Linked DNA regions of Mus musculus: regions 1, 3, 4, 5, 6 and 7 are each linked to region 2. The links are chromatin contacts, called in public Hi-C, HiCAR-type and HiChIP or PLAC-seq maps. All regions are on one chromosome and are shown on one strand. The core of a region is the stretch at or near the end of the contact, and the rest is flanking DNA. Distances in the headings are between cores, read along the strand shown.

Evidence for each region. Hi-C and Micro-C count contacts between places; a contact is called where the count stands out from the background. HiCAR-type assays count read pairs that join an accessible place to other places. HiChIP or PLAC-seq counts read pairs in DNA pulled down with a chosen protein or histone mark.
Region 1: a contact with region 2 is called in a Hi-C map of B cells, with 8 read pairs. The contact joins the promoter of Oxct1 here to the promoter of Ptger4 in region 2. A contact is called at or near these places in 4 of 39 promoter capture datasets (hippocampal neurons, liver, pre-B cells and 1 more), 1 of 484 Hi-C or Micro-C datasets (B cells) and 1 of 9 other capture datasets (adipose tissue).
Region 3: an H3K4me3 HiChIP or PLAC-seq map of bone marrow-derived macrophages shows a contact between it and region 2, with 5 times the contacts expected there. The contact joins the enhancer-like site here to the promoter of Ptger4 in region 2. A contact is called at or near these places in 4 of 39 promoter capture datasets (embryonic stem cells, frontonasal cranial neural crest, hippocampal neurons and 1 more) and 11 of 115 datasets of contacts at active chromatin or transcription factors (bone marrow-derived macrophages, cardiomyocytes, embryonic basal ganglia and 5 more).
Region 4: a contact with region 2 is called in a HiCAR-type map of astrocytes, with 6 times the contacts expected there. The contact joins the promoter of Dab2 here to the promoter of Ptger4 in region 2. A contact is called at or near these places in 6 of 39 promoter capture datasets (cranial neural crest, embryonic stem cells, hippocampal neurons and 2 more), 3 of 484 Hi-C or Micro-C datasets (embryonic stem cells and palatal mesenchyme), 8 of 115 datasets of contacts at active chromatin or transcription factors (astrocytes, bone marrow-derived macrophages, embryonic hindbrain and 2 more) and 1 of 9 other capture datasets (embryonic stem cells).
Region 5: a contact with region 2 is called in an H3K27ac HiChIP or PLAC-seq map of extraembryonic endoderm stem cells, with 11 times the contacts expected there. The contact joins the enhancer-like site here to the promoter of Ptger4 in region 2. A contact is called at or near these places in 8 of 39 promoter capture datasets (3T3-L1-derived adipocytes, embryonic stem cells, hippocampal neurons and 4 more), 6 of 115 datasets of contacts at active chromatin or transcription factors (astrocytes, bone marrow-derived macrophages, embryonic stem cells and 2 more) and 2 of 9 other capture datasets (embryonic stem cells and macrophages).
Region 6: a Hi-C map of B cells shows a contact between it and region 2, with 8 read pairs. The contact joins the promoter of Fbxo4 here to the promoter of Ptger4 in region 2. A contact is called at or near these places in 3 of 39 promoter capture datasets (hippocampal neurons, liver and pre-B cells), 2 of 484 Hi-C or Micro-C datasets (B cells and CD4 T cells), 4 of 115 datasets of contacts at active chromatin or transcription factors (astrocytes, microglia, pancreatic cancer cells and 1 more) and 1 of 9 other capture datasets (adipose tissue).
Region 7: an H3K27ac HiChIP or PLAC-seq map of the NIH/3T3 cell line shows a contact between it and region 2, with 5 times the contacts expected there. The contact joins the enhancer-like site here to the promoter of Ptger4 in region 2. A contact is called at or near these places in 8 of 39 promoter capture datasets (the 3T3-L1 cell line, embryonic stem cells, hippocampal neurons and 3 more), 1 of 484 Hi-C or Micro-C datasets (ventricular fibroblasts) and 5 of 115 datasets of contacts at active chromatin or transcription factors (the NIH/3T3 cell line, bone marrow-derived dendritic cells, embryonic hindbrain and 1 more).

The regions. Positions count from the first base shown.
Region 1 is chr15:4,025,020-4,027,719 of GRCm38.p6, reverse strand. Oxct1 (3-oxoacid CoA transferase 1) reads right to left here and starts at 1,292. Exons shown (of 17, transcript NM_024188.6): 1 at 871-1,292. The coding sequence starts at 948. It overlaps BC037032 (cDNA Sequence BC037032), which reads left to right and starts at 314. Exons shown (of 2, transcript NR_028266.1): 1 at 314-1,701.
Region 2 is chr15:5,242,812-5,245,511 of GRCm38.p6, reverse strand. It overlaps Ptger4 (prostaglandin E receptor 4 (subtype EP4)), which reads left to right and starts at 1,325. Exons shown (of 3, transcript NM_008965.2): 1 at 1,325-1,829; 2 at 2,317-2,700. The coding sequence starts at 1,814.
Region 3 is chr15:6,259,158-6,261,857 of GRCm38.p6, reverse strand. No RefSeq gene overlaps it. Among named protein-coding and RNA genes, the nearest start is that of Gm16311, 49 kb to the left of the region's middle. Within about 2 kb of position 1,332, at least 69 of the 459 cell types and tissues checked have an H3K27ac peak or open chromatin away from gene starts, as enhancers often do. A contact at or near this core is called in bone marrow-derived macrophages and extraembryonic endoderm stem cells, where this site is marked.
Region 4 is chr15:6,385,344-6,388,043 of GRCm38.p6, reverse strand. It overlaps Dab2 (disabled 2, mitogen-responsive phosphoprotein), which reads right to left and starts at 1,296. Exons shown (of 15, transcript NM_023118.5): 1 at 1,112-1,296.
Region 5 is chr15:6,469,833-6,472,532 of GRCm38.p6, reverse strand. All of the region lies in intron 5 of C9 (complement component 9), which reads right to left. Among named protein-coding and RNA genes, the nearest start is that of C9, 26 kb to the right of the region's middle. Within about 2 kb of position 1,267, at least 4 of the 459 cell types and tissues checked have an H3K27ac peak or open chromatin away from gene starts, as enhancers often do. A contact at or near this core is called in extraembryonic endoderm stem cells, where this site is marked.
Region 6 is chr15:3,978,267-3,980,966 of GRCm38.p6, reverse strand. Fbxo4 (F-box protein 4) reads left to right here and starts at 1,394. Exons shown (of 7, transcript NM_134099.2): 1 at 1,394-1,725. The coding sequence starts at 1,543.
Region 7 is chr15:6,410,208-6,412,907 of GRCm38.p6, reverse strand. The region is part of intron 1 of Dab2 (disabled 2, mitogen-responsive phosphoprotein); the gene reads right to left. Among named protein-coding and RNA genes, the nearest start is that of Dab2, 25 kb to the right of the region's middle. Within about 2 kb of position 1,422, at least 71 of the 459 cell types and tissues checked have an H3K27ac peak or open chromatin away from gene starts, as enhancers often do. A contact at or near this core is called in the NIH/3T3 cell line and bone marrow-derived dendritic cells, where this site is marked.

The DNA.
Region 1 (2,700 bases), core at 43-2,542, 1.2 Mb after region 2:
GCGACTCAGGATACCATTCTGTGGGTCAAGGTGTTTGGGTTTTTTTGTTTTTGTTTTTGATTTTTGTTTTTTTACGGTCTTTGAACATTGCAAGTCTCTAACCCGGAGGGGACGGAGAGGAATTCAAAATAAAGGACCGAGGCGTTTGCAAACTGCAGCGGAGCGCCGCCAGCCCTCCTTCTGCTTCCAAACGCTTGGCAGGCTAAATCGCCCCGTGACAAGAGCTCCAGTCCGGGTTCCCCTTTCTACCGCCATATAGGGAAGGGGAGGATGGGGAGCGGCAGTCCGCCTCCGCAGCGCACAGCATCCGCCCACTTGGCGGTGAACTTGAGCCAGCAGCGGTTAACCCGGCCCGGGGTTCTGGGCCTCAGCCGGCGCCAGCAGCTCCCTCAGGTGGGGCGCAAGCCTCAGCGCGCCGCCCTTCTCCGCTCCTCTCCTCCAACCGGCCCTTACCTAGGGCGACGGCCCCGGGGACCCCCTTCCCAAGGGCGTCGGCCTGGAGCCTGGAGTCTGTAGGAGTGGCGGGAGATGGGGACGCGAGTCCCTGGACGCCGACAGTCTGTCTCTAAGGCGTTGCTGCGTGGCTTTGGTACACAGAGCCTCGACCGCTTCTCCACCGCTGCAAGCACAGCGGGGAAGTGGATGGAGAAGCAAAGACAGACAGACAGACAGACAGACAGACAAGCGGCGGCGGGGCTACCCTGAAACCCGAGCGTCTCCAAGCCCCCACCCCCAACCCCCGGGCACGGCGCTGCAGATGCCAGATCCCCGACCAGAGGCGGTGGAGATGGGCAGGGCAAAGAACGCGCGCGCCGCTCGCAGCTCGTCCGCGCGTGGCCTTCCTCTTGCCCCCCTGCACCTTCAATTTACCTTATGCAGGGCGCCCCGCGAGCTGCGGGCTGAGGCGCCGAGCCGAAGCCCAGAGGACAGGAGTTTGAGAGCCGCCATCTTCGGCCCCGGGTGCGGGAGACGGTGGCGCGCGCGGGAGTGCGTGCGAGTGCTGGTTGCCCGGGGCCGCGGCGGCGTCACCGGCTAAGAAGAGAGAAGGCAAGGCGAGCGGTAGGGCGGGCTGGAGGCTCGACCGCGCGTCAGTGACGTCCTCGGGACCTCAGAGCGGTGCCGCCCCTTGCTGCCTGCTGGCTTGTCAAGAAGCGAGACAGGGAGGGGCTCACGGCTAGGAATGGAAAGGCTGCACAGCTAGGACGAGCCCCGCGGGTTGTGCCGGGGCCGGAGGTGCTGGGCTCCAGCTCATCTGCGGGCACACCCGCAGCGGCGGGCGCTGCACTCAGGCTGGAGGGGGCGCTAGAGCCTGCCTTCCCCTCGCGCAAGGCTTGGCATCAACCAGGGTTTCGGGTTGCCAAGGGCCTGGAGGGTCTCTTACTGAACGTGTTACTTTTCCAAATCGCCCTCTGGAATGAGTACAGGTACAAAGGGTCACTGATAAAGATCTCCTTCCAGATCTAGACAGCTCACCTTTCCAACATTTCTCAACCCCAACACCCACAACTCTCTTCAAGTCTGGTTTTGCCCTTAGTTTCCTCTGAAACCCAGCAGCGTGCTGACTGACCCTCATGAGACATGACCTGCTTAACCGACAGAGGGACAAGATTAGAACTGGGCTGTTGTTCCCCATCATCCTACTCTGTGTTCCAGAATTTTCCTGGAACCGGAGTCCCAACAATTCCAGAAATTACAGAACAGGTATAAGCACAGAAGTGTCTGTCTCCTCTCCTCCTCGTCCTTGTCCATGTTGTATAATTCCCCTCACCTTGTAATGCTCTTCCTGTTGCAGTTTTGTATGAGAAAAGCCAGTCAAGGGACACAATGAACACAAAAATGCTCGGCACTAAATTTAGCTAATATTCGGTGGTGGGTTAACTTCATCGTTTTGGAGGTTTTCGTTTTGGAGTTTGTTTTTTGCTGTTTTGTTTGAGGAAGGATCTCTAGCTCTCTTAGGTCCCACTGAAACTCTATATATGGCTCAGGCTGACCTCCAACTTTTTTCTATTGCGGCAGCCTATCCCAGAGTATGTGCAATTGTGCCTGGCTCAAGCCTTATCTTTTGACTGGCACCCAACCGGCCTGAACCATTTCTTCAGGACGTTCTACACTCACCGCCGAGTTTAAAAGACCACTTGGAAGCCCGGGAAATCCTTTTATTGGATTAAAAGCCCATCGAGTCCTGGAAGAACAGTTTAAATTTGAAGTGATGCAAAACCCATGACAACAGTAAATGACTCTTTAACTTCCTTAAAAAGTATGCCGATACAATGAAGGATGAACAGTCCTGTTTAATTAAAACCTGTCTACTGGCCTGGGGAGATGGTAAAGACACTTGCCTCCAAGCTTAGTGACCTCAGTTTGATCCCTGGGACCCACATGGTAGCAGGGAAGAACCAACTCCAGCCAAGTCCTCCTCCGACCTCACATGCACTGCAGCGAGTGCATGCCTGTGTATGTGCGCCAAAACAAATGAATAAGGAATTTAAAAATCTGCACAGAAAAGCAACTACCTCAGTACTCCCTTAACTCAAAAATGTCTCCTGTAAAGATTACGGTTTTAACATGGAAATAAAATATCAAGTTAAACTATCATCTGATTGCATAGGAGAAGTGAACTCAGTAATCCTGGATATTTTGGGGGCGCATTTTAATAAGCTGTGAAGAGTTCGAATGTTTAAACCGAAGTCCCATGACTAG
Region 2 (2,700 bases), core at 76-2,575:
TTATTACAGATGGTTGTGAGCCACCATGTGGTTGCTGAGAATTGAACTCAGGACCTCTGGAAGAGCAGTCAGTGCTCTTAACTGCCGAGCCATCTCTCCAGCCCCCATAAATAACAGTAGAGGCATACCTACTTGTTTCACACAAGATTCAAGCCACCTAGTTACCCGGTTAGATGCTAAGCATGGAGTGAGGTTTTTGTAAGAAGTTGAATTGTTCAGAAAACCATACTACAGTCTCATTGTGTAGTTTTTAAAGGATCTGGTGACAGGGTTTTAATTGCCCCCTGGTGTTTTCCGATCTTAAATTCTGTTTTTTAGGAGAATAGTTGATAATTAAGAAATGATTGTTCCTCATCAAAGAAGAAGCCGAACAAACTATAAACCAAAGAATAGGGAAAGGCAAATAGACCTTTTCCGAGTTAACAAAGAGGCAACGCCTGGAAATTCGTTAATTTGCTTGAATTTCAAACCCCTCTCATCCCGCAGGTGAAGATGGCTAGCAGAAACTGAACAGGAAAGCACTTGTTTCAGCCTTCCTGAGGAAGAATGCTCTCTCTCTACAGTTAAACAGTCCCCCTCAACTAAATCTCAGGTGTGCCTGTGGGCCACAGGTCTCCAAAGAAAGCCCTAAACTCTGCCATCTAAGTGAGAAGTTGCAGTTCCGTGTTGCTCGCCTTCCTCCCCGCCTCCGCTTTGGTGCCCTATTGAGCGCAGCTAGGGCACTGCCAAGTAACTCCTTTTATGGTGAGAGGATGGATTCTTAGTCGCCTCCCCGCCCAAGCCTGGTACCTACTCACCGTGCCTCTGCCAAGTCCCACCCGGAGCTCTCGGGCGTACACACCCACGGACAACCACACACCCACTTTTCCTCTCCGCTCTGTGGCTCCCGGGTAGAGCCCTAAAGCAATTGTCCCGACATCTCAAGACCCACATGTTTGATCTGTGGGTGGAAGATGCGAGAATTTAACCACTCTAACCCGCAGAGCAATGTAGACCAGACACAGGTCCCAGCATCATTCCCGCTAAATGCCCAGCTTGGGAGTGGCGAAGCTCGAGCTGGCGTTTCCTGGGGACTCGATCTGGGGGGTTTCGGTACCTTCGAGGGAGGGAAGGCACTGAAGCTGCACCCGCAGCCGGGTGGCACCCCCGCAGGTCCCTCCAGACCTCCGCAGCTCTCCGCCCCGCCCTCCATCACCGGGCTCCTAGGCGGTGCTAGAGGAGGTCTCGCCCCGCCCCCTTTCCAGATCAGCCAATGGAAGCCCGGGCCGCGCTATGACTGTCTCCGCCCCCTCCGGGGAAACTTGCGGGAGGAGAAAAGTTTGTTCAGAGGCTGGAGACGCCGAGAGCGAAGCTCGAAACCCGGCAGCGGGAGAGGAAGATGAACGGCCTCAGGTCAGAGCCCCAGGCCCAGTGGACCCCGTGCCGCCCCCAGAGCCCAAGGAGCGGCCTCAGCGGCAGCCGCCTTCTCCGGTAGCTGTCCGTTCAGCCCGCTGCTGGGGAGGAGGGAGCCCGGACCTACGCTCTGTTCCACCTGCACGCGTGGCGGCGACACACCTGGACGCTGACCTCCCGCACTAGACCTGCGCGGGCCCTGCAAAGCTGAGACTCGCCTTTGAAAGGAGGAGGCGTTAGTAAATCAAACAAGAAACCCCAGACTGGTCTTCACCGACCCATCCCGCTAGCCTCTCTGGCTTTCCAAGCTTTTTTGAAAGCAAGATACTCTGACCTCAGTTCCGGAAAGTTGGCAGCCACCGAGCCCCGGTTCCGAGACAGCAAAAGCTTGACAAGTTCCGCACTGCGTGGGAAGAGACTGATGGCTGAGGTTGGAGGTAGGTCCTGAACATCTGAGGCCTGAGCCTTGGGCACACCGGGCTCCTAACCCCACCCTACAGGTAAGTCGGGATGGAGGTCTTTGCGTGTTCAGGCGCTCTTCCGGGAAACCAAAGAACAGAATGTCCCATAGTGTCCCAAAATGTCCATAACTTCTTTCGATGAGCATTTTATCCATTCTGTGGGGAATATCACTAGGGAGTCACTTTTCCCTTGAGAAGGGTCTTGCTCATCTCGGCGAGGGAATGAGCTGATTATGGAGCGGTGGGGGTGGGGATAGGCGGGAAATAAATATATTAATGTCAGCAGAGCGGTGCTCTTGACAGAACGGATCCAGACCTTGGGAATTTAAGTAGTCACAGTTAATGAGTAGCTACCGATGAGGAAGTTGGATCTGGGTGCTCTCCTTATCTCTGCGACACAGCATTTTGGCCATGGGTCGAACACCTTGCAAGTGGTAAATGGCTCGTTTCTCTTTCTCTCTAGGTACCATTCCTAGATCGAACCGTGAGCTCCAACGCTGTGTGTTACTAACCACCACCATCATGTCCATCCCCGGAGTCAACGCGTCCTTCTCCTCCACTCCGGAGAGGCTGAACAGCCCGGTGACCATTCCCGCAGTGATGTTCATCTTCGGGGTGGTGGGCAACCTGGTGGCCATCGTAGTATTGTGCAAGTCGCGCAAGGAGCAGAAAGAGACGACCTTTTACACTCTAGTATGTGGGCTGGCTGTCACTGACCTTCTGGGCACCTTGTTGGTAAGCCCGGTGACCATCGCCACATACATGAAGGGCCAGTGGCCCGGAGACCAGGCACTGTGTGACTATAGCACCTTCATCCTACTTTTCTTCGGTCTGTCGGGTCTCAGCA
Region 3 (2,700 bases), core at 83-2,582, 1.0 Mb before region 2:
TGCAGCTCTCTCTCTCTCTCTCTCTCTCTCTCTCTCTCTCTCTCTCTCTCTCTCTCTCTCTGTCTGTCTCTCTGCGTGTGTATACACAGGTGTGTGTTAGAGAGAGAGAATATCTCATTGAGTATTAGTGATCTGAGTTAATTTTATATAATACTATGAATATTTTAAAAATCTGTAGCTGGTAAACACATAAAAGACACATCTTACTTTTAACTGTGTTTGTAGGTGTGTGTGCATCTCTTGGTGTTATGTGCATGTGTGTTTGCATCTTTGTGTGTATGTGTGTGTGTGTGTGTGTGTGTGTGTATGTGTTTGTATGTGTGTATGTGTATGGATGTGTCTACAGAGAGAAACAAATAGGCCTGTAAGTGTCTTGGGTTTGACAACCATCATTTAAAAGAATATAAACACACTCATATAGTTTATATGTACCTTTTTAAAGCTATGCAATAATATTTATATGTATATGCATGGTTTTAGAGATCCTGCTTGGTTGGGTGTATTTCCCCCTCTGACCACCATATAACTCTGTTTTGAATGTGAAGTAATGAGCTTAAAATATTAATTATAGACGCCAAGCTCCTCTGAGTCACACAGTGCCCTTCCTCCAGCCCATCCCACCCCATCTCGTCCTGCTGTTATTTTGGTGCATTTGGCAGAACCCATTTTCTTTAACGAAACAGACATTTCCTTTCCCAGATATGAGTCCAAGTTCCAGACTTAAAAAAAATCAAAAACCTAACAATTGATGCTTACTTTATCAAAGCTGTTCTTTCTAGCTATAAATCGCACATGTATTATTATTTGCTAGAGGGTTAAGTGTCCGTTCTTTCATCAGAAATTCTGATTTCTAAGGTACAGGGATGTCCACTCAGTAAAGCAATTTATAAACTTGTGCTCCTGAGAATTTTACCCACCCCTCCTCCTCTACTTTCCTCTTGGCAGGAGAAGGACCTTTGTCTTACTAATACAAAACTAGAAAGAACTTTATACCTGAGACTTAAACATTAAACAAAAGTATATCCATTTAAAATATTTGTCCGGATGGTAAACAAGAGGGGTTAGCTCAGCCTTGGAATCAGTTGGGGTGGACTTCCTGAGGGCAGAGTGGACAGAACCTGCCTGTTTTGTTCTTCCAAGGCAGAGGTTTGATCTGGAAACAGTAAAAAGCTTTCTTTACCCCCAAGTCTAAGGAATGAGAAGAGGGTTAAAAAACCAAGCAGGAACAGAGAGCAGCTTCAGAGGCTGTGTGTGCCTTCTTGCTTATGCTGCAGTTTAAAGGATTACTTCCATGTTGGTCACATGGTCTCAAGTGTTCTCTCTCCCTTGCTACAAATTCATTCCTTCAAAAGCCAGAAGTGACTGAGTAATTGCAGATGTACAGTGACTACCAGACTGTTCTTTGTCACCACTTTCCTGTTTCAGTTGGGAGGAAGTGGCTGAGTGAGCTTGAGACTCGAGGGTGGGGAACAGATCTATTACAATGACCCTGTTAGCCCCAGCCTAGTTTTGCCTTAGTGAAGGGGTGATGAAAACACTTTAAACAGTTGCCAACATCCCAGGAGAAAATATTTGACATCTCACCTATATCAACAAGCAAGAGTTAAAGGTTAAATCACACACAAGTCAAGTGCTGGGAAAAGGATATGTTTATGTCATCAACTTTCTTTGTTCTACCAGGGTCTTGTGTCAACAAGGAGACACATTCCCCATTCCTGGCTGGAATCACCGAGACAATAGAGATTGATGACAGACACTTTGGGCAGGAGCCTCAAGCCAATCCCCTTCTAAGCCTTTGTCCTTTGCCTCTGGTTGGGGGGCACCCTCACCATTCATCAACAGCTCCGAACAGCCATCTGTTTAGGGTGGATGACCTTCCTGTGTCTTTACCAGGATTCTTGCGATTCTGAGCACCAAGCTCAGGGTGGAAGCAGGAAAAGCAAGGAAGAGGAAGATACTGGGATTTATACTTTTCCTGTATTGATCTCAGCTCCAACACTTTATCATCCAGATGCAGTGCTTGGCATGGCTGGTGTTCACATGCAATAGGTTCAGTGAGAGAGGGGGATCTTCTGGGGACAGCTCAACCTCTGAGTCAAGATAACTTTAAGTCAAACTTTGTGAGGAAATGAAAATATTTCCAAAGGAAAAAAACACAGAGTTGTCACTATGGAGACAATAGGTAAGGAAGGGAGGAGTAGTGCAGCAAGCATAGTAGTGTAGTCCTGTCAGTCTAGCACGCACGGAGTCCAGGCAGTAGAATCATGAGTTCAAAGACCAGCCTGGAGGCTACAGAAGTGGCTCAGTTGGTAAAGTGCCCCATGAAAGCACAGCAACCAATGTAAACTTGGATCCCCAGCACCCAGATGAAAAGCCATCCATGCTGTAATTCCATTGGTTGGGGACAGAGGCAGGTGACTCTATGAAGCTGACTGTAGGCAAATCATTGAGTTCGGTGAGAGGCCATAACTTAAAAAGTAGGTGGAGGGGGCTGGAGAGATGGCTCAGCGGTTAAGAGCACCGACTGTTCTTCTAGAGGTCCTGAGTTCAAATCCCAGCAACCACATGATGGCTCACAACCATCTGTAATGGGGTCTAATGCCCTCTTCTGGTGTATCAGAAGAGCAACGGTGTACTCATAAAAAAAGATAATTATAGTAATAAAAGAAAGTAGGTGGAGAACAACTGAGGGAGACAGTC
Region 4 (2,700 bases), core at 47-2,546, 1.1 Mb before region 2:
TTTATAGAGCAACAGCAACATTTACTATTCATGAAGTTGCCCCTCCATAATTTTTAAAGCTTTCCATGTGCCTGGAAGCTTGCTCGTTTTTGCTCTTCTCGGTTTACAGGGTGGCTCCCTTTCTTCCAAACACAGGCGAAGAAAGAGGAAAGGGTGGGAGGGGGTGCCTCGGGTGGAGATAACATCCATATTTTTTAACTGTTTTTAATCCAGTTAAATTTCCCTTCGGATTCACACAGCTCCCATCTGAAACCGACTACAGAGCTGAATTCCAGACTCAGGATTAAGTGGAGGAGAGCAGGCAGGAAGAAATAACAGCCAGCTCTATGCCGCAAAGAGAACCGCTACGTTGGCAGGGTCTCCAAGGTTTTAAACACAGTTTAGTCCCTCTTCTTGAATTCTTAATCCTTCCAAATAATTTACAACAGTCAAGAAAAACAGCATTCAAACGCTTCACGATTTAAAACAAGTTTGTTACGTGGCTTGGGCAGATACTTTTCTTAGGAATGCTGGTATAAGACAAAGTTCACATTTTTAATGCCCTGTGCTGTCAGTCAGCAGAAAATAGCTCCTCGGAGGCACAGACCATGTCCCCAGCCTTTGTCGCACAGTAAAACTGAACATCATTCAGGAGTTTATTAGGTGGTCAGCAGCCACACCGCGCATTCCCTGGGATGTCCCCTAAGCCCTAAAAACTAGGGCTCGTGTACAACACACACACACACACACACACACACACACACACACACACACACACACACAGGGACTCGTTAAATGTCACAGGATGGGCGCCTTGAGTCCGACCCCAAAGGTAAAATGCATTCCTTGGAAGCATTCCACAGATGTCAGGCCACAAAACCCGCTGCTCTCCCCGGAGTACACTGTCTCATTTGTAAGATTTCCCCAGCGCCCAAGGTCTGCAGCCAAGGCAGGGATGGGAAGAGAGGAGCCAGCAAAGGAGAGAAGTAGGTCGCAAAAAAAGAAAAAAAAGAAAAAAAAAGAAAAAAAAGGAAAAAAAGAGAAAGAAAGAAAGAAAGAAAGAAAGAAAGAAAGAAAGAAAGAAAGAAAGAAAGAAGGGACCGAAGGGAAGGGGGATGGCAGAGTTACTCACGGACTAGCTAGTGCTTCTGTGGAGCCAGCATGACTTCCCCGCGCCCGAAGCCTCAAGGCTGCAGCGCCGAGGACGCGGAGAACGCCACTTAAATAGCCGCGCGGCCACTCCCGGTAGAGATATGGTTCTAATCAGATGCTGGCTCTGAGGACTCTCCAGGAATGTGGCGGCGGGATGTTTTTGCTGCCTGGACTTGGTAACTCCCCCTCAACGTGTCTGCCGAGTCTTCCAAACTTAACTGTTTATTAACTCGAACTAAAGCCACGGAGATCCGGCGCCTCCTGCGCCTCCTGCGCCCCGTGCGCCCGGCCAGCTGGGGGCGATCGCAGAGACCCGGAAAAAGGAGCGTGCACACAACCCGGGCCAGGAGCCCCACACTGCCTTGGGCCAGAAAGGGTGCACGTAAGGACAGGAAAAGGGAAATTCTGGAGGAAAAGGATGGGATCCTCTGAGCTGCGTTTCGCAGATCCGTTCCCTGGATTGCCACTTCGAGTGGCGTGGCACGCGAACTGCGAACTCATCCTAAACCGCCTGGGGCATTTTGAACAAAGACGCGCCTTTACTCCTGACTTTCCGTTCCCGGGTCCAGTCTGTCCTTTCTAAAGCTGGGCATGTGACTGGATTGTTACCTTTAAAGAAAATCACTATTCTTTAATTGTGAACGTGCTTAAACAGGAGGGAAATCTATGTGTGCCCAAGTAAAAAGATGCCCTGTTATTGAAATTTAATATCACGCTCGAGCATATTCTCGCTATTAAACTGGCCTAAACAAAACAAGTTAGCCTCCATATAAATGATCTACATTTGTGATCATTTCAGTGTATATCCACCCACACGTAGATAACATGACTTTGTCTGCTAGTTTCTACAGCATTTCTTATTCCTTCATGAAAATATTGAGATATGTGAATAAGTATTGGAAGGTGTTTCATCGATGCTCAGCTGTGGATAGCCCGGCAGAGCAGACCTTGGGAATCCTATAGAATCTCACAATTTCTTTTCTGTATATTTTAAAGTCAGGGGACAATTGTTAAATAGTCACAGAAACAGTGGTGCTTTTCAAGTACTTAAGAAATTAAGCTTTGGGAAGATCCTCCTCCCCTTCTCCCTCCTTCCCCTCCCCCTTCTCCCTCCTTCCCCTCCCCCTTCTCCCTCCTTCCCCCTTCTCCCTCCTTCCCCTCCCCCTTCTCCCTCCTTCCCCCCTTTTCCCTCCTTCCCCTCCCCCTTCCTCCTCTTCCACTTTCTTATTTAGTCCTTTTTTTCTTGTTCCTCCTCCTCTTGTCTGTTTTTCCTTCTGCTCCTCCTCTTCTTCCCTCTCCCTCCTGCCCCTCCTCCCCTGTTGTAAGCAGAATGTACTGACTATGAAAATGACAAATTGTGACTTGGATGGAAACGGGTTATTGATTTTATTGAGTAAGCAACACAATGGATTTGCATTTTACCACTGAGAATCCAGGGTTCAAATTGGGCTTATGGTGCACCAAGGATGTATTTTGTGGTCCATGCCTAGCCCCAGCTGCAAAATCACTGTAATTTGAGGTAGCTCAATGAGAGTGGCAGTTTCTGCTTGCAAGTAGGTCAGGCTTGGA
Region 5 (2,700 bases), core at 18-2,517, 1.2 Mb before region 2:
AACATCTAAAATGACACTCTGTGGTTTCTTCATCTTTGGCATTAATTAAGTCCAACCTACTCAAAATGGCCTGAACTCCTTCATGATTTGACCCTACTTTTAATTCAAAATTGGAACTCATGAAGGTTAACTTATAAATCATGATTCTTATAGCAACTTTTATAGGGAAAATCTACATATTTATTCCTTGGGAAATATCAATATAAAACAAGGAAACAAAAATGTATACATCACCTTTATAGGCTATCAAACTTTCTAAATGGACTCAAGCTGCCAGTAGAAAGACTAATTGAAATGTTCGTCAACCCTCTGTTTGCATGTCACTGTCACCTATAAGGACAATTTGTCATTTTGTGAATGTCCATTTGATTAAAATTTCTTGCCTTCATTAAACATGTCAGCTTTTAAAAAGTAGTAATGCACATGTATGCATTTAATTATTCTTTCAAGGATCAAGTAATTAATATACTCTGTGATGTGAGTTATTCAGAATTCTGTAGTAAATGGAGGATTACTGTATCAATCAGCACGGAGTGTTTATGATAGACAAAAACAAAACAAAACAAAAAACAAACAAACAAACTCCCAAACTGAGAGGCAAGCAAAACCATTACTGCAGTTATTTCCCAGACAGACATCTGAAAGACAGGGGATTTTAATAAAATAGGAGGACAAGCAGTCAGAACTCAAATAAAAATGACCTTCTACTCCTGCCAAAGAAGGTAGCTATAACTTTGATGGCTATAGTGAGACACTTTACCAACTAAGTGGCAGAATGAAATGACTGAGTTTGGTGTAGATTTGCACTGAGCTATAAGTCAATCTGATGACTTTCCATCTCACTATCTCAGAGAGATGCTTTTCATCACATGGATGACTTATGGTTCATCATTCTATTATCCATGTGTACAAAGAAACTTTTCAGGGCACCTTTACCAGCTTTCTATACGTATTGTATTTTGAGTTTCTTTCCAAACCTCTCAAATTGAGAAAACTAGAGGCTGGAAAGCTAGTAAGACTATCAGTAGTACTTTAGATGAGAATTCTAAGTTGGTAGTATTTTAGATGACAAAAGTCCTAGACAAAGCCAGTTGGAGATGGAGAATATAAAGCTAGTGTTATAGCATTACAACTCTGTGATTGATCAACGACTGTGAACTTTGAAACGGACCTTTAAAGGGAGTCCTGGAAATGCAGTCAGGATTTAAGCTCGGTGATAAGGAAAGATACTTCTTCCATCCTGCAATTGAGAGCCACACAGGGGTGTCACTGTTAGGTATGCTGTCTGTGTGATAACTGCAGACAATGGGAGTCACAGTTGTCTAGGTCAGAGAAAGAGATGAGCAAAAAACTGCATTTGTAGTCATCGTAACGAAGCGAACACCTAGCTTACAGGAAGGAAAGGCACCAACCACTCAGGGAGACTGTGAAACATGAGCTCACCGAAGCAAACAGAAAAACTGGCAACACCAAGAAGTAGAGTGTCCTGAACACAGACAGCTCCAAAGAATATTGAGATGGATTAGCTCAGGGCTGGGAGGTGATGGCAGTAAGATGGCAGATACCTTCACCCAGAATTTCCAGTGCTTCTGGGATGAAAGGGGTGGTTAGAACCTGAGTGTACTTCATCAACCCTTGTTTATATCCTAAGTCTTACGTGTCTACAGAGATCCAGGTTTGAGCAGTACAATAAAACCACAAAGCCTGATTTGGGTTTACCAAGTATTCATTTCAATTACCAAGAGTGAGCCAAGGAAAAACAGGTTGAAAAGGATCTCTTCTGTAAATATAATATTTCACCGTCTTCATGTTTTACAGACCTTGGTTGTTTTCGCACTCCTTCTGAGTTAGGAAAGTGGTCACTATTCATCATCAACCTCTTATGTAACCACTGATGAAGTTCCTAGACTTGGCTAAGTCTTTCACTAATTGTGCTCTAAAAATAACCCATTGCTATGTGCCAAGAACCCTTGGAGAGATTTACAGATTTAGATACCTTTATAGCCATGAGGTTTGCACCGTTATTTCTGTTTTCAACGTGAGGAAACTAAGTCATATAGTAAGTGCTTTACCAAAGATCTCATAGCTTCGGGCTGAGGTAGGGATCCTACCCATGAGGGATGGGTTTTAAGCTATAGAAAATTTGAGACAAGAAACATCAAGTGAGGGAGATGAATAAGAGTAAGGTATCAAGACAGACCAGCATAATGCTTTCACATAACAAAAGACAATAACTTACTTAAAAAATAGCTCATGTAAGTTGGCATGATGGGTCAATGGGTAATTGTGCTTGCTACCAATGCCCATGACTCAAATCCCAACCTTGGGACCCACATGGTAGAAAGATACAGCGGACCCTTTCAAGGTGTCCTCTGAACTCCATGTGAGCTTCACGGTGTGTGTGCGTGTGTGTGCACCACCACTCACAATAGTAATAAAACTCCATTTATCAGGCATAAATCTATGAGTACTCACTGTACCTAGCAGTTAGTAGTGGGCAATAAGAAAGTATATTTAAAGTGGGTTCTGGACTGACATACAAAATGTGGCAAATGATTTACTTTACCCAGCATTTGAAACTAAAGAAAAAGTCCTTTGTAAGTTATAATAGAGATCTCTACTCATAGAATTCATGTGTAATATGACACGCTTGGCTATTTGTTTTCCAAGGCTATGACAGATTGGTCTAAAGTGGCCACC
Region 6 (2,700 bases), core at 145-2,644, 1.3 Mb after region 2:
AAACACAAACAAACCATCTTGGAATAGTAAGTGGTTAAAGGTTGACAGTGATTTTGAGATAGATTATGTGGGCTCCGCCCATCTTCCATGTTCTCCAGAACAAGGTTTACACCTCAGGTTATAACGTGGTGATCCTTACTAGATTATTCTAAAAGATTTTAAAGAATTTAACACGTGACTACTAAATCCGAAGTATTCCCGTGATGAAGTCTAGATGTGGAATGGGTTTGGGGATTAGATTAAGTGAGGTAATCTACTTTAAAGAGACTGATAACCTGCTACCAAATAGGTATTTGTGTCTTTCCTAAAACTATATCCAGTGCTATATAATATTTTGTTATATAGCCTACCTCTCATTTCTTAAATTTCTTTTTGATTATGATTAAAGTTACTAGAATAGACATCACTTTTGGAAGATTAAAAATTCACTAATGGCTTTTAATAGTACCACATCCAGGCTTTTCTTTCCTATCAAATTTTCTTCTGACCTTTTATGATAGATCATTGATTGAACAATTTTTTAGTGTATGTACATTTTTGTCGTGGGCTTAAACTCACCATTTTGGTAGAAAATACCTAATAATGGAGTTTGAGGAAGTAAATGCAAGCAAAATGTGAGTGGCCATGGCCAGAGATTGGATTCAGGTTGGCACACCAAGTTGTGGAAGCAGTTGCAAGAACTATTATAGCCACAAAACAAAGACCATACATCAAATACATATACCACCTACGCTGATGAGGGCATTATGTACACAGCCTAGATAAAATTGGCTACATCTTGCCTGGCTTTCAGATGTTACAACATTATTTACTTTAAAATCGGTAAAGGGGGCAGGTGTTTGAGAGATGGTTCAGCAGTTATAAGAATGTACTGTTCTTTCAGAGGGCCTGAGTAGGTGGCTCTCAAGGGTGTGGTTTCCAGTTCCAGGGTTTGTGATGCCTGTGGCCTCTGCTGGAACCTGAGTGCTCATGCATATATCCACATACATGTAGTTAAATAAAATTTTAAGCAAAGCTTACAAGTTTCACCCAACCTCATGAGGTTAGACCAAAACCAGATTGAAGTTAATATTAAAAGAGCTACGCTTGAGGCAGTTTTGGCTTCCCATCTACAATAGTTTCTCCACAGCACGATGTTCTAGTCAGCCAAGGTTATCTTTAATAACACATAAGGCTCCTGATAGCCTCCACGGGCTCAGTTTTTGCTCAACTCCAAGTGGTAGATTGCTGATTCCAAAACACAGAAGCACACATACAGCCTACTTAATATCTAACGCTTAAGGGGAAGCAAGATTTCAGAAAAAGGGTGGCTGTTCAACAAGCCCTAGCTCCCAGGTCCTTGTGGTGACGCACAGAGGCAGGGAGGGACCCGGAGGATGTGTAGTGTGGGAGGGTTTGGGCTAACGGGGTGAGTCATTCCGGGCCACCTCGGCCTGGAGCCCTGCCCAACCGACCAGCCCGGGTCGTACCAGCGGGGCGGAGGCGGAGGCCGAGCGGCTGGGGAGCCCGTGCGCCCCGCGGTGTCGCGCGGAGCCTGCGACCATGGCTGGAAGCGAGCCCCGCGGAGCCGGCTCCCCGCCGCCCGCCAGCGACTGGGGCCGCCTGGAGGCAGCCATCCTGAGCGGCTGGAGGACCTTCTGGTATTCGGTGGCCAAGGAGCGGGCGACGCCGACGGCCTCCCGGAAGGAGGCGGCGGAGGAGACGAGCGCGCTGACGCGGCTGCCGGTGAGCCGAGGCCGCAGGCCGCGCACAGAGACCGCCGCAGGCCGGGGGCCTGGGCCGGCAGGGCAGCCACTTCCGGGTGTGTGCTCGCCTGGAAGTGAAGTGGCCAGGATTGCCTTGATGGTAACTCTTGGTATCCCCCTGCCAACCAAGGTCGCACTACAACACTCACTAATGACCAGCGAGATCACCCACAGGTTGTCAGTCATCCTATTTGGATGTCTGGAAATCTGATGAAGGAAGTGGGTTAGCTTGGAAGGCATTCCAGTGTCTTTCTTCTGCACATTTTAATCCCTAGTCAATGTATTCCAGTTAGGGGGGGGGGGGGGTCGCCTAGAGCAAGCAACTCTGACATATCCAAAGCAACAAAACTGCCACATAATTGAAACCAGTAAAGTTACAAGTACCTCAAGTTAGGTCAGGCTGCAAAGAGGATGCATGCAATTTAAAGTTTCAGAGAAAGATAAAATAAATAAATAAATAAATAAATAAATAAATAAATAAATAGATTATACATTGTTGATGACAATTCCTTTATCTCAGTTGGGTTATTAGTACATCCCACTGACATTCACTCTAAATGAAAGCCACAGGCTTAGGTTACCTCCAAGCTTCTCTCAGGTGTCCTCGGAACCTGATTAATACTCTATAGAGAGAAATTCAAATGACAGGTTCACATGCTTTCATTTGATCTAGTGATAAAATCAGAAAAACCGCCACTTTGTTTTTTTAGATTTATTTATTTATTTATTTTATGTATATGTGAGTACACTGTCACTGACACACCAGAAGAGGGCACTGGATCCAAATTACAGATGGTTGTGAGCCACCATGTGGTTGCTGGGAATAGAACTCAGGACCTCTGGAAGAGCAGCCAGTGCTCTTAACCTCTGAGCCATCTCTCCAGCTTGAAAAAAATCTCCACTTGACACTCATTTATTTTTGAAGAACAAATTAGTAACTGGTACATCAACATAC
Region 7 (2,700 bases), core at 173-2,672, 1.2 Mb before region 2:
GTTATCCTTTCCAATCTGCCTTGCTCAGGTTAGCATGATGTTGACTTCAACAGTGATCATGTGGATAGCCAAAGTAAGAGAGATCCAAACTAGGTAGGATTATAGGCTGAGAAACTGTCAGATATCAGAGTTTATTGCCCATCTCAGAAGCCCACTGCCACATCCTCCAACAGGATATTATTTCTGACAAGGAAAGACTTACCTATGTAACATTGTTTTTTAAAGATTTAGCTTACTCAATTTTGCAATTTTGACTCCAACGTTTTACTATTTTAAAGAAATCTGAGAAGTTCCACAAAGCACTCTGATAGACCTAAGAGGGAGCAGTTGGTGGCTTGGCATGTGGATTTAGTCATAACATACAAGTCATACCAGGATATAACTCAAGGCCAGTGTCCATATCAAGGGTTGGCTTCCTGGGTCAAATTAGAAAGGGCAGAAGCTGAGTAGAATTACTTGGCCATGTGTTTTTATAAACAATTCCTGTGCTTCAGACACCAAAGACAACTCTTTGTGTAGAGGAAACACCAAAGATTAACCCTCCACACTCCAGGAAAGTCCTCTGCTGATACTCTGTCTTTGCTCCCTTGTCCTTTTTACTGTAGTATTTTTGAGTCAAAGTTTCACTAAGTCTCTCAGGCTGGCTTCAAGCTTGCTGTGGGCTTTGAAACTGTCACCATCCAGGTTCAGCTACACAAGTGATGAGTGGCTTGTGCCACCACGCTTAGATAAGGCACAGCTTTGATGACATTGTTATTGTTCTAAAGGTGTTTGGCTTCCTTTGATCATATACCCTTTACTGTGTAGGGATAGTTATAGTACCCGAAGAGAAAATAGGGAGGAAAAACTTTGTTATGGACTTCTGAAAGAAAATGGATTTATATAGTCTTTCATTTGCTGTATGATTCTATGGTTCTTATGTTTAAAGAAGGAAGAAATTATCTAGGAACTACACATAGTGGTCAGTAAAAGAAAAGGATTACAGATGCATTCCCCAAGATATATACAAGGGTCATCTCTAAGTAGAGGGTCTCCCCCCCTCCCAGTTTTCTAGAACAGTATGTTTCCTTCATTAGAAGATAGAAAAGGGAAATAAGAGCACATATCTGCAGGAAAAAAACCTGAAGAATCAAAAGTTAGTCTCTATCCCGGGCTCCTTAAGGCATTGTGTAAAACAGAAAACGGTAAGAAGGAAGCTTGGCAAGTCAGTAAGATCAGCTCCACTCGCGTGAAGGCATCTAAGTTAGGCTTTTGGACTCCAGACAGGGCTCCCTGAAGTAACGTGAAAATGGCCCCCTTGCAGCACTGGAGTCCCATGATTTTGGAGCTTGCAACATCTTTCCTGGTTTCTGAGAAGCTCAGAGAGATGCACAACGGAAGGATGCATGAGTCATCTTTGAATGACTATGTCGTCTGCATGAATAAAAAAGTCAGCTATAGTTTGTCTTGTCCTTAAACTGACTCATAGCATTTTGCAACCTGGAAAAGCTAGCACAGTGGACAATAATTAGTCTAGGCTTTATAAGGGGGAAAAAAAAACCCTAACTGACACCTTAAAATTGTTTGCTTTTCCTTTCCATCAGAAGGACTTGAACTGGTGTCTCAGTGGTACTCCTTAATGTCTGGAAGGTTCTGAAGCAACATCATGACACAATTTTACAGGTCCTCTGACCTGCACCTCTAACCTATCTCTTACTCCAATTATACAGAACAATCAGGAATTTGCTCAGTCTCAAGATGCTAGAATAACTTTGAGTTAAGGACTTGACAGTAGCCCCTTTCCACACATAGTAGAGAATCTTATTTCAAAGTTTAGGGTAATATGGTATAAACATCTAATATAGTCAGCCATCCCTATTCAAATGCTCTACATCTGTGAATTAAAAAAAAAGCTGATCAAAAATAGCCAGAAGAAAATCACCTGTACTGAACATATACAGATATTTTAAAAAATTACTTTTCCCTAAATATAATAGTATAAAACTATTTGCCTAACATTTGCATTATTAAGAGAGTATTATTAATACTCTATAGATGATTTGAAATACATTAAAGAAACATAGCAGATGGCTTGAAGCAAACCATGTATGTAGGATTTTGAACATCAAAGAATGTTTAGAACTGTGGGGGAGGGAGAGGATCCTCGAATCAACCCATTGTGGACATCGGGGCATGGCATATACCAAGATCCTAAAACCTTTATCCTGAAAACCATATAAAAGGTGCTTCTATTTTAGGAATAATAAATGCACTGAACAACACAGAACATAACCATGATAAGCTGTTGAGGTCAGAACTGAATTTGTTTTTCTCCTTCCAATGTGGTTTTCTCTTGTCATTTGCTGTTCCCAAATCCCCATCCTTTAACCTGTATTTTCAAAAGTTCACAATCCCAAGGACTTTTTAACATATCAGTTACAGTTCTCACAGAGAACTCCATGGAGTAAAGCTGGGTACAGGAGACTTAAGAAAGCACTTCAAGCATCTTTGCTTTGAGTGCCCAGCACTTTGTCTTGGCCAGGGACCGTGCTTCTCTGTGCGTGATCAGCTGGAGGACAGGACATGTGAAATATTAACCTGTAAGCCAGACCTCAGGACCAGTGGCCGCAAATACCTGTGCCACTGTCTTTGAAGTAACCTCTGAGAAAACACATTGTGATGGGGCTCTAAAGTCTCACACTTGTTGACTTCCTCCCTAAC